Linked DNA regions of Sus scrofa: regions 1 and 2 are each linked to region 3. Evidence: chromatin contacts called from public HiChIP or PLAC-seq data. All regions are on one chromosome and are shown on one strand. Each heading gives the region's core, a stretch centred on a gene start, on an enhancer-like site or on the middle of the called end of the contact. The rest is flanking DNA. Distances are from core to core; before and after follow the strand shown. Region 1 holds the start of TMC1 (transmembrane channel-like protein 1). Region 2 holds the start of ABHD17B (abhydrolase domain containing 17B). Region 3 holds the start of KLF9 (Kruppel like factor 9).

Evidence for each region. HiChIP or PLAC-seq counts read pairs in DNA pulled down with a chosen protein or histone mark.
Region 1: a contact with region 3 is called in an H3K27ac HiChIP or PLAC-seq map of skeletal muscle. The contact joins the promoter of TMC1 here to the promoter of KLF9 in region 3. A contact is called at or near these places in 2 of 47 Hi-C or Micro-C datasets (embryonic fibroblasts and skeletal muscle) and 2 of 2 datasets of contacts at active chromatin or transcription factors (alveolar macrophages and skeletal muscle).
Region 2: an H3K27ac HiChIP or PLAC-seq map of alveolar macrophages shows a contact between it and region 3. The contact joins the promoter of ABHD17B here to the promoter of KLF9 in region 3. A contact is called at or near these places in 2 of 2 datasets of contacts at active chromatin or transcription factors (alveolar macrophages and skeletal muscle).

What each region holds. Positions count from the first base shown.
Region 1 is chr1:225,713,215-225,715,914 of Sscrofa11.1, forward strand. TMC1 (transmembrane channel-like protein 1) reads left to right here and starts at 1,387. Exons shown (of 24, transcript XM_021064884.1): 1 at 1,387-1,525. It also overlaps a transcript of ZFAND5 not described here.
Region 2 is chr1:225,191,862-225,194,561 of Sscrofa11.1, forward strand. ABHD17B (abhydrolase domain containing 17B) reads right to left here and starts at 1,425. Exons shown (of 4, transcript NM_001243558.1): 1 at 859-1,425. C1H9orf85 reads left to right here and starts at 1,561. Exons shown (of 5, transcript XM_021064833.1): 1 at 1,561-1,677. The coding sequence starts at 1,630.
Region 3 is chr1:223,746,211-223,748,910 of Sscrofa11.1, forward strand. KLF9 (Kruppel like factor 9) reads right to left here and starts at 1,451. Exons shown (of 3, transcript NM_001011504.1): 1 at 1,428-1,451; 2 at 948-1,425. The coding sequence starts at 1,451.

The DNA.
Region 1 (2,700 bases), core at 137-2,636, 2.0 Mb after region 3:
GGACGCCGCCGGCCGCTAGGGTTTCGCCGGAGGCCTACGGCACCCCAGTCCTCCGCTCCCACCACCAGCCCGGGACGAACAGCCGGGAGCCCTGCCTCCCCTCCACACCACTCACCCTGCGGGGCCAGGAGCCGGGCTCGCGCGCGACACCGGCGCGGTGGGGCCGGTCCGAGCCCTCAGGGATAGGCGAGTCGGGTGCCTTGGAGCCGCAGCCGCGGGCCGGTCGGAGCCGCAGGAGGTTGCGCCGCCGCCGCCGCCGCCGCGGGGTCCTTCTTTGTTCCCGCAGCAGCAGTGAGCGTGGCCGGGACACGCCGGAGCTCGGGAAGTGGGAGGAGGGAAGCGGCGCGGGGCGGGGGGACAGAGGAGGCGGAGGGAGGACCGAAGGCCGCGGCGGCTAAGGCAGCTTTCGGCGCTCACCCGTCGTCGCCTCACGCCTCCACCAGCGGCGGGTTGGGCAGACTCCGAGGGCGAGCCGGGCGCGCGCAGCTAGGCCTGGGCGCCGCAAGGGCCCGCGGATGGCGCTCTCGGATGCTTCTTCTACCACCGAGGAAGCTGCGCTGTTCCCGGGAGCTACAAGCCCAAAACTGAGATGCAGACAGATCTGCGCTCCAGCTCACTGACGCGTTCTCTCCTGCCGGCGCTCCGGCTCTGAGGGAAAGAGGGAGGGAGGGGGCGGGGTCTGTGCGTCATCGAAAACCCCGACGGCGCCGGCGGCGCCGGGAGCGCGATGACGTCACGTGCCCGTCGCCGCGCCTCTCACTCCAGTCACCCGGTCGGGGAGGAGGGGCCGAGCTTGACCGCTCTGCAGTTGCGCGGAGCCGAGTCACTGGCCGGGCTGCCGGCCTCCGGGCGGAGCTGGTAGGAGTTAGACCGGTGGAGGACGCGTTTCTATTTTTAACCTGATTATCCGCCCTCAGCGTCTCGCCTTCTGATTTTCTCAGTCGAGCCTGCTTTTCGCCATCTCAGTTCTCACGCTTTGTCTCGACCCCTTGGCAGACATTTCCCTTTCCTCCTTACTCCCCCTTCCCCCACCCCTGGAGAAAGAGGTAGAAGGATTCGCCTCAGAAAATGAACTGCTCTATAGCCTCTGGGTCTCCTCGCCTCTTTATGACGCTTCCCCGTCCAGTTCCCTCCCACACCTTTTCGGTTCTAAAGTACAGCTTGAGCGTTGCCTTGTTGCTGTCGGGAAGGAGCAGGGCAGGCGGCGCTGGCTCTCTTGCACGCCCAAGGTCACGGGTGGTTGTGCAGAGTCAGGAAATGCTTGGCCTCACTGGCTGCCAGTCCTCCGCCCCGCGCGTCGGCGTTGTTGTTCTGAACAAACTGTTTTGGCCAGCCTGTAAAATCCCTGGAAATTGGCTATTCCAGCAAAGCGTCTCGAACTGGGAAAGCACCAAATGTTCTACTCAAGAAAAGAAGGGCCAAACAAGCTAGATCTGAGGGAGAGATCAAAAAGAAGGCGTTGCAGGAGGAAATTCAAGAGGGGGCAATTCAGAAATGAGGCACAGGCCCTGACTAGTTTGAAAGGGTGAGTTAACTAAAAACAGAACCTTTTCAAAGCAGCAACAAAAAAATCCCACGTGCAGCTGACCTCTCCAGGTGACTTTAGTTCAACTCAGAAGACCAAAATTAGTAACACAGAAAGGGACTTACGAAAATTTTGTAGTAAACAATGGCCTAATGAATAAATAGAAACGGTTTTTAGGCCTTCTGATAGCCACCATTAAAATGGAGAGGTAGGTCCCTTCCTTGTTTCCCAAACTTGCTGATCAGAAAAATCCACCTGGAGTAATTATTTACCTTTAAATAATCACCTAAGCTTCTCCCTTGGAAGTAGTTTTGGTTATCTGGGACTTTGAAGTTGAAGTAATGATCCAGGTGATTCTGATTTATAATTTTGTCTGGGAGAATGTTGTCCTGATGCACTTTGCCAACGTTTCCAAATCAGACCGCTTTCTGCCACAGTAAGCTGAATCCCTAGAATGTAACTGACCATTTTCTTTACAACTTGGAGTTATTGCTACAGGCAGTTAATGTGTTGAAGATGTAAGTAGTTTCGGATATTGGTCCCAGGAAATTTACTTTCTTGATGTAGACAAATTAGTAAAAGCAGAGCAGCTGCCATTTACAGGCCATTTTCAGGGCTAAGATTTTTCATTTAGGGTCTCGTTAATCCTCACAGCAGTTCACCGAGATAGGTACTATATAGCCATTTTCAAAGATAAGTGAATAATGATGAAAGAGGATAAGTGACTCTCTTGAGGCACTGAAGGACAGGGAAATAGTGGAGGTGATTCTTAGGACAAAAGTAACTTGGAAATTCTTCCCCCCACACACATCCATTTTAGTTGTTAAAAAGTGGAACAAGATAATTCTTGAAGAAGCATGATTGAAAGAAAAAAACCAACAAAGTAATAAAACAAGCTGGTTATTTAATAAGGTATTGCATAATATATATTATGTAGCACCTTCTCAGCCAATCATAATTTTCTCTGTAAGGTTGTTTCTAACAGGAATGTACTTGATATTGAGCCTATTTTTAGCAAGTTACTGTTGCAGCAACTACCCTAGTTGTTCTCAAAGTGTGGACCATACACCAGCAGCATCAGTATCACTTGGGCACTTGTTAGAAATACAAAATCTGGGAGTTCCTGTTGTGGCGCAGTGGAAATGAATCCAACTAGGAAGCATGAGGTTGCGGGT
Region 2 (2,700 bases), core at 175-2,674, 1.4 Mb after region 3:
GCCACCCTCCCTGTATTCCGTTACTCATCCTTCTGCTTAACAAATCCACCTCACACTTAAATCAATGCGTCATTTAAAAAAGTTTTGTCCTGCCATTGGCAAAAATCACTATGGATCAAAGCTCTGAACTTTTTTAAAAACAAGCCAAGGTTAAACTCTCTTCTTTACAAAAGGCCTTCACAACAATAAATCTAACTTGACAGAACTTTTCGTTTCAGGGTTAAAAAAATTCAAACAATAATTTTTCAATTCAAAGACAATTCCTAATGAGCCTACGCCAGAGTTTGAAAAAGACAAGAGTGAAGTTCAACTATGGAGAGAAGAAGACCCCATGACGGCTGGACCACAATACCCAAATCACCAAGCACCGGGTAGATATGATCTAAAATCGAGGCTGGCACACGCGAGGACATTCAGGAGAAAGCTTTCAGCCATCGCGAATCTCACAGTGGGCCATGGAGGGGAATGGGAACCTGGCCCCAGCTTTCCGTCCACAGAGAGAATAGCAAAGGAATGAAATTAGACCTTTCTCTTAAGGGAGGACCCAATACCTTCCCCAGTTCGTCTGTCCGTCCTTCCGCCCCCAAACTACTGCAGCCTCACCGACCGCAGGACTTTCCTATCTCTTCCCTTCACTGAACCACCAGACAATCTTCTCAAAAACCTAGATCCGATCGGGAGTAGTTTCCCCGCCTTTCGCCGGCACGGAGAGGGATCCCGGGCGCCAACAACAAAGACGACTCCCGCTCCCCTCCCCCCGCTCAGCCCCGGCTGGTCCCTCCCGCGCTGCAGCTCCGGGCCTAGCGCCCCCTCCCCGAGCCGGGCCGCAGCGCCCCGACCCCCCGCGGCCCCACGCACCTGCACCTGAGGGCCGCAACCAAGGCGTCAGGCAGAAAGGGCCGAGAAGGAACCTCTGCCGCCGCGCTGTCCTCTACAAGGCGCGTTCCGCTCTGCTGCTGCTGCTGCCTCTGCCGGACTCTCCCGGCCTGCAGGCGGGCCCGGCCGAGGAGGGGGACAAGGGCTGCAGCCCCCGGCGCCGGGACGAGGAAGGACGGCGGCGCTCGGGGGAGCCGGCTCGCGCTCCCGAGTCTCGCCTCGGGCCGGCCCTGTTCCTTTACACAGGTTGGCGTTCTGCTGACTAACGGCCCCGGCGCGAGGCGCTGGAGTGGCCGCCACCGCCGCCGCCGTCGGCTGCTGTTGGGCCTCACGTCCCGCGCGGCCGTGGTCGCAGCGCCCGCCGCCACCTCCCTTACTGGCACTGCAGACACCACCTAGAACCAGCCAGGTCTTTCTTCTCTTTAGTCCTTCTTTCCTGGCTCCTCTTCAGCCTACCGGCCGCGGGGTTCGCTCTCGAAGTGGGAGACAGGGACGCTGGAAAGGAACCTAGGGGGTAGCAGAGCGCTCGCTAAACTACGAGTTGGTCACTGGAGGAAGGTGCCAAAGCTGACCCGGGCTCCAGCCTGGGAGCGGGCCGGGGGAGGGACGCAGTCCAGCTTATCCCAATTTCCACCAATCACAAGCCGCCCAGAGGAGTCTGGCCCCGGGAGAGGCTGAGCTAAGTCGGCAGGAGGCGGGTATTGCGGAAAAGAGGAGCCAATAGAAGCAAATCTTCTCCGCCCCTCCGCTTTGATGGACTACCACATTCGGACCAATGGGGAAATTCTCGCTTCGAAGAAAGTAGGATGTATACCCAGGGTTAGAGAGAAAAACCTTGAGGAGGGGGAGGGGTCGAGACTCGGCCTAGTGAAAGAGACAGGAGCTGAGGGGCTGGAGGGCGCCCTTTGACCTCTGCGAGGAGTCACGTGGGCTGCCGGGGCGGGACCAGACAGGCTGGATAAGTTACTTCCGGGTCGTTGACAGAAGCTTGAACTCGGTGGGGTAGTTACTGGCGTGGTAGTCTTCCTTGCATCTTCTTGTCTCAGCTCGAGAAAATTGTGGTTTCTGCGATGAGTTCCCAGAAAGGGAACGTGGCTCGTTCCAGGCCTCAGAGGCACCAGAATACCTTTAGCTTCAAAAATGACAAGTTTGATAAGAGTGTTCAGACCAAGGTAGGAATTTGCTGCACTCAATCTGGAAGGAATGGTTCACTGGAGGGGAAAGAGGAATGAGAGGAGTTGGCGAGGGCGAATGTGGACTGCAGCCCAGAGTTAGTTTTGGCTGCAGTGCAGCCCTTTCTAAAATAATGTTCTCACGCCCTTTCTTTGACCTGCATGTGTTATCTCCTCGTAAATATATTTGGCGGTCAACATTTAGATGATTGTACAGAGTAATCGGGACCCTCATCAAACCTAAAATGCAAATAGGAAACTTGAGTAATTGAACGCTCCCATCTGGATCACATATTTCCAGTAGAAATACGAGAATTATGGCGCGCGTCTCTTTCAAATGTTGCACCAAGTTTATGCTGTCCTTATTTCTTTTTGGAAAGCCCTAGGCCCATAGCTTTGTAGAAAGGGTGTGAAAGCTCTGAAGTGCTCTTAACCTCAGTGTCCACACCAACATAATGGGACTATCGCTCTCATTTGTAAGATTGTTTTGAGAATCAAACTATTTGATGAATATAAAAATGATTGTCTTGCTGTTTATATTACTTTAGCAGATTTCTTTAGGTTGAAAGAAAATTCAGACTGTATAGCTTGCCAGAGGTCTAGGGTCTCTACTAATTTGCTAGAGCTCTTTCCCCCTCCTCCCATAGCTGTA
Region 3 (2,700 bases), core at 201-2,700:
ATGGCCAAGTGTGAATGCTTTCCAACTTTTTCTGAATATGTTAAACAGAACCAATAGAATTGGCTGACCAAGGCCCCTGTAAGTCTCTAAAGCTCATTTTATACTGCGGATGTCTCAGCCACATGCCTCTGGTCAGCCCTGCCTTCGCTTTCCCTGGGAAATAACCTTCCTTGGGGCCTCCAGAACATCCCAACCTTCATTATCAGCCTTGACCTCGGCAAGGACCACACCTCCTTGCTAAGGGCCGCCCGGTGCGACCTAAATCACGTGGAGAAAAATCCTCTCTGAATCTCTCATTTAAAAGGCTAACTAGTCGTGAAGTTAACAAACCATCACTTGATCAAACTCATCTGCTGCCTGAAGCAGTATTATTTTAAAGCTCTCTGGGGATTCTTGGCCAAATTTAAAAGCACCTTGGCAAGGCCTGAAAAGTAGCAAGCATACAGCTAAACCAGCGAACCCTTAGTCATTCCTAAAAGGTTCCCTGTAAAGTGCGCCGCTTCTCCCCAGGTTTGGCCACTTCGCTGCAATCCCACAAGAGAATAAAATAAAAGATAACACAGTGGTTTGACTGTGTCCCTCAACCCCCGTCAGCGTCTGCCCAGGTGGGGTGGCCCCACTGCCGCCGGTGCTGGAGTCCGGCGGGGGGCGGGGCGGGACAGGGAGGGGAGGCACCACTCCCCGCGTGGCCACGCACGGGGGCTGGCGCTCAGCACTCACTCCGCCCCGCCAGGTTAATGCTCTCCATGGCTTCTAGAGGCTGGGGACGATTAAGAAGAGAGTGAGCTTTCTGTCTCTACACAGTTCAATTTTTTTAAGAGTTAAACAGCATCTTATCCAAAATTTTTGCACCCTTTCGGCCAAGTGCGTTGTTAACTCCCAGAAAGGCTGCCCGGCCAAAGGTTAACTAACCCCAGAGCTTGCGGGAAGAAGGAGACGCCGCTAACCTGTATGCACTCTGTAATGGGCTTTGAGATGGGAGGATTTTCCATAGACTTTCCCACAGCCACTGTAGGGGCACTTGTGCCTCTTTTCGGAGGCGTGTTTCCCCTTCGCAGCCACTCCAGGGTGGAGGAGGGAGAGCGGGCTGGGCGCGCTGCCAGGATCCTGTCTCTCCTCCGGGCTGTGGGAAGGACTCGACCCAGATTCGGTGGTCACGTCGCTGTCGGATCCCATATCCTCATCAGGACTCTCCAGGCTGTCGCTGCACACCGAAGGGGTCTGGATGGGTCGGTACTTGTTCAGGTCCAACAAGCTCTTGGCGATGGTGACCAGCGTGCAATAATCCTTCCAGGTGTCCCCCGGGTCACCGTGCTCCTTGGTCACCTCACGCTCAGGTAGTCGCAGCCGCTCGGCGTCCGGAGCGCCCCCATGCTCCGGCACCGCAGCGCGGTTCGAAATGGAAACCAGACACTGGGCAGCCACAAGTCCATGTAGGCGGCCGCAGACATGGTGCGGGCGACAGCAGCCCCAGCGACGCGGCCAAACTTGGTGGTGGCTGCAGAGGTTCGGCTCGCTGTGCCCTGGCCTCGGACGATGAGCGCGGCGCTGCGCGGTGGCCAAGGGGGCGGGGGCGCGGGGCGCTTCCGACTCGCAGGAGCGCCGAGGCGACCTCAGCCCCTCATCTTTACGTAACCGGCAGCGCCTCCGCACGCAGCATCCACGGCCCCGGGCTTCGCTGCGCCGCCGCTTCTCGCCGCCGATGGTGCCCCACGCCGGGCGCTATACCCCCGACGGGCGCGCCGGCCGCTCCGAGCCGGCTCCCTTGGAAAGGTGCCACACGTGGCGGTCGCAAGTTTATTCGACCAAAAACGCCCCCGAGGCGCTGAGAGAGGAAACTGCAAGAGAGGTACACGCCCTCAGCCGCCTCTCCGTCGAGCCAAAGCCCCAGGACATTCACCCGACCACCTGGATGCGGGTGGCAACGGCCGGACCTAGCGCCAGGTCTAAGAGACACTTTTCCCCCAGTCCACTGACGGCTTCTGAGACCCTGCTCTTGCCGGTCCGCACCGTTCCGGCATTCTCTCGCTCAGTAACAATTTCGCAGAATCCCATCACGTCACAATCCAAACCCCCTCCAATTGGCCAGTGGGGAGGGTGATTCAACTCTGTTTACTTTCTCCCCCTGCCAGTCAGAACGGCCTTTCGGTGGAGAGGTGCGTCTAGAACTGAGACATGCGGCCAATCCGACTGTTCCGTTTCGATGCCTCGTGCTACCCCTACAGCCTCGAACGCTGACATTTAAAAGGGTAACAGCCGAGAGGTTGCAAAAAAGCAGTCGCGCATCTTCTGGAGTGCTTCTCAACCCCTTAGCTGGTCCAGACCTCCTGGCTCACAATCCAGCTTTCGGAGCTGTGGGACACACCTTCCCTACTCAGTTGCGCTTGTTCTTAATGACAAAAGAGAACTTCAGTTTGTTTTCCAGCTCTCAAAGAGTTAAGTGACTTCCTGCAAACGCTACAGTCCCAGCAACCAACCTTCCAATCAAAAGTAAGTTGGTTGATGTCACTAACATAGGCTCAGCCAATCAGAAGGGCGTTTTGAAGGCAAGCGCTCCACTCTTGTAAACGCGAAGAGCTGTAGTGAAACTGAACATATCCTTGTACTTTGTGTTGTTAGTAGTAAAACTGAGATATGTATGGGAAAGCATGGGTGATGAATAAGTGCATCGTGAGTTTATAATTAAAAAAAACAACTAAA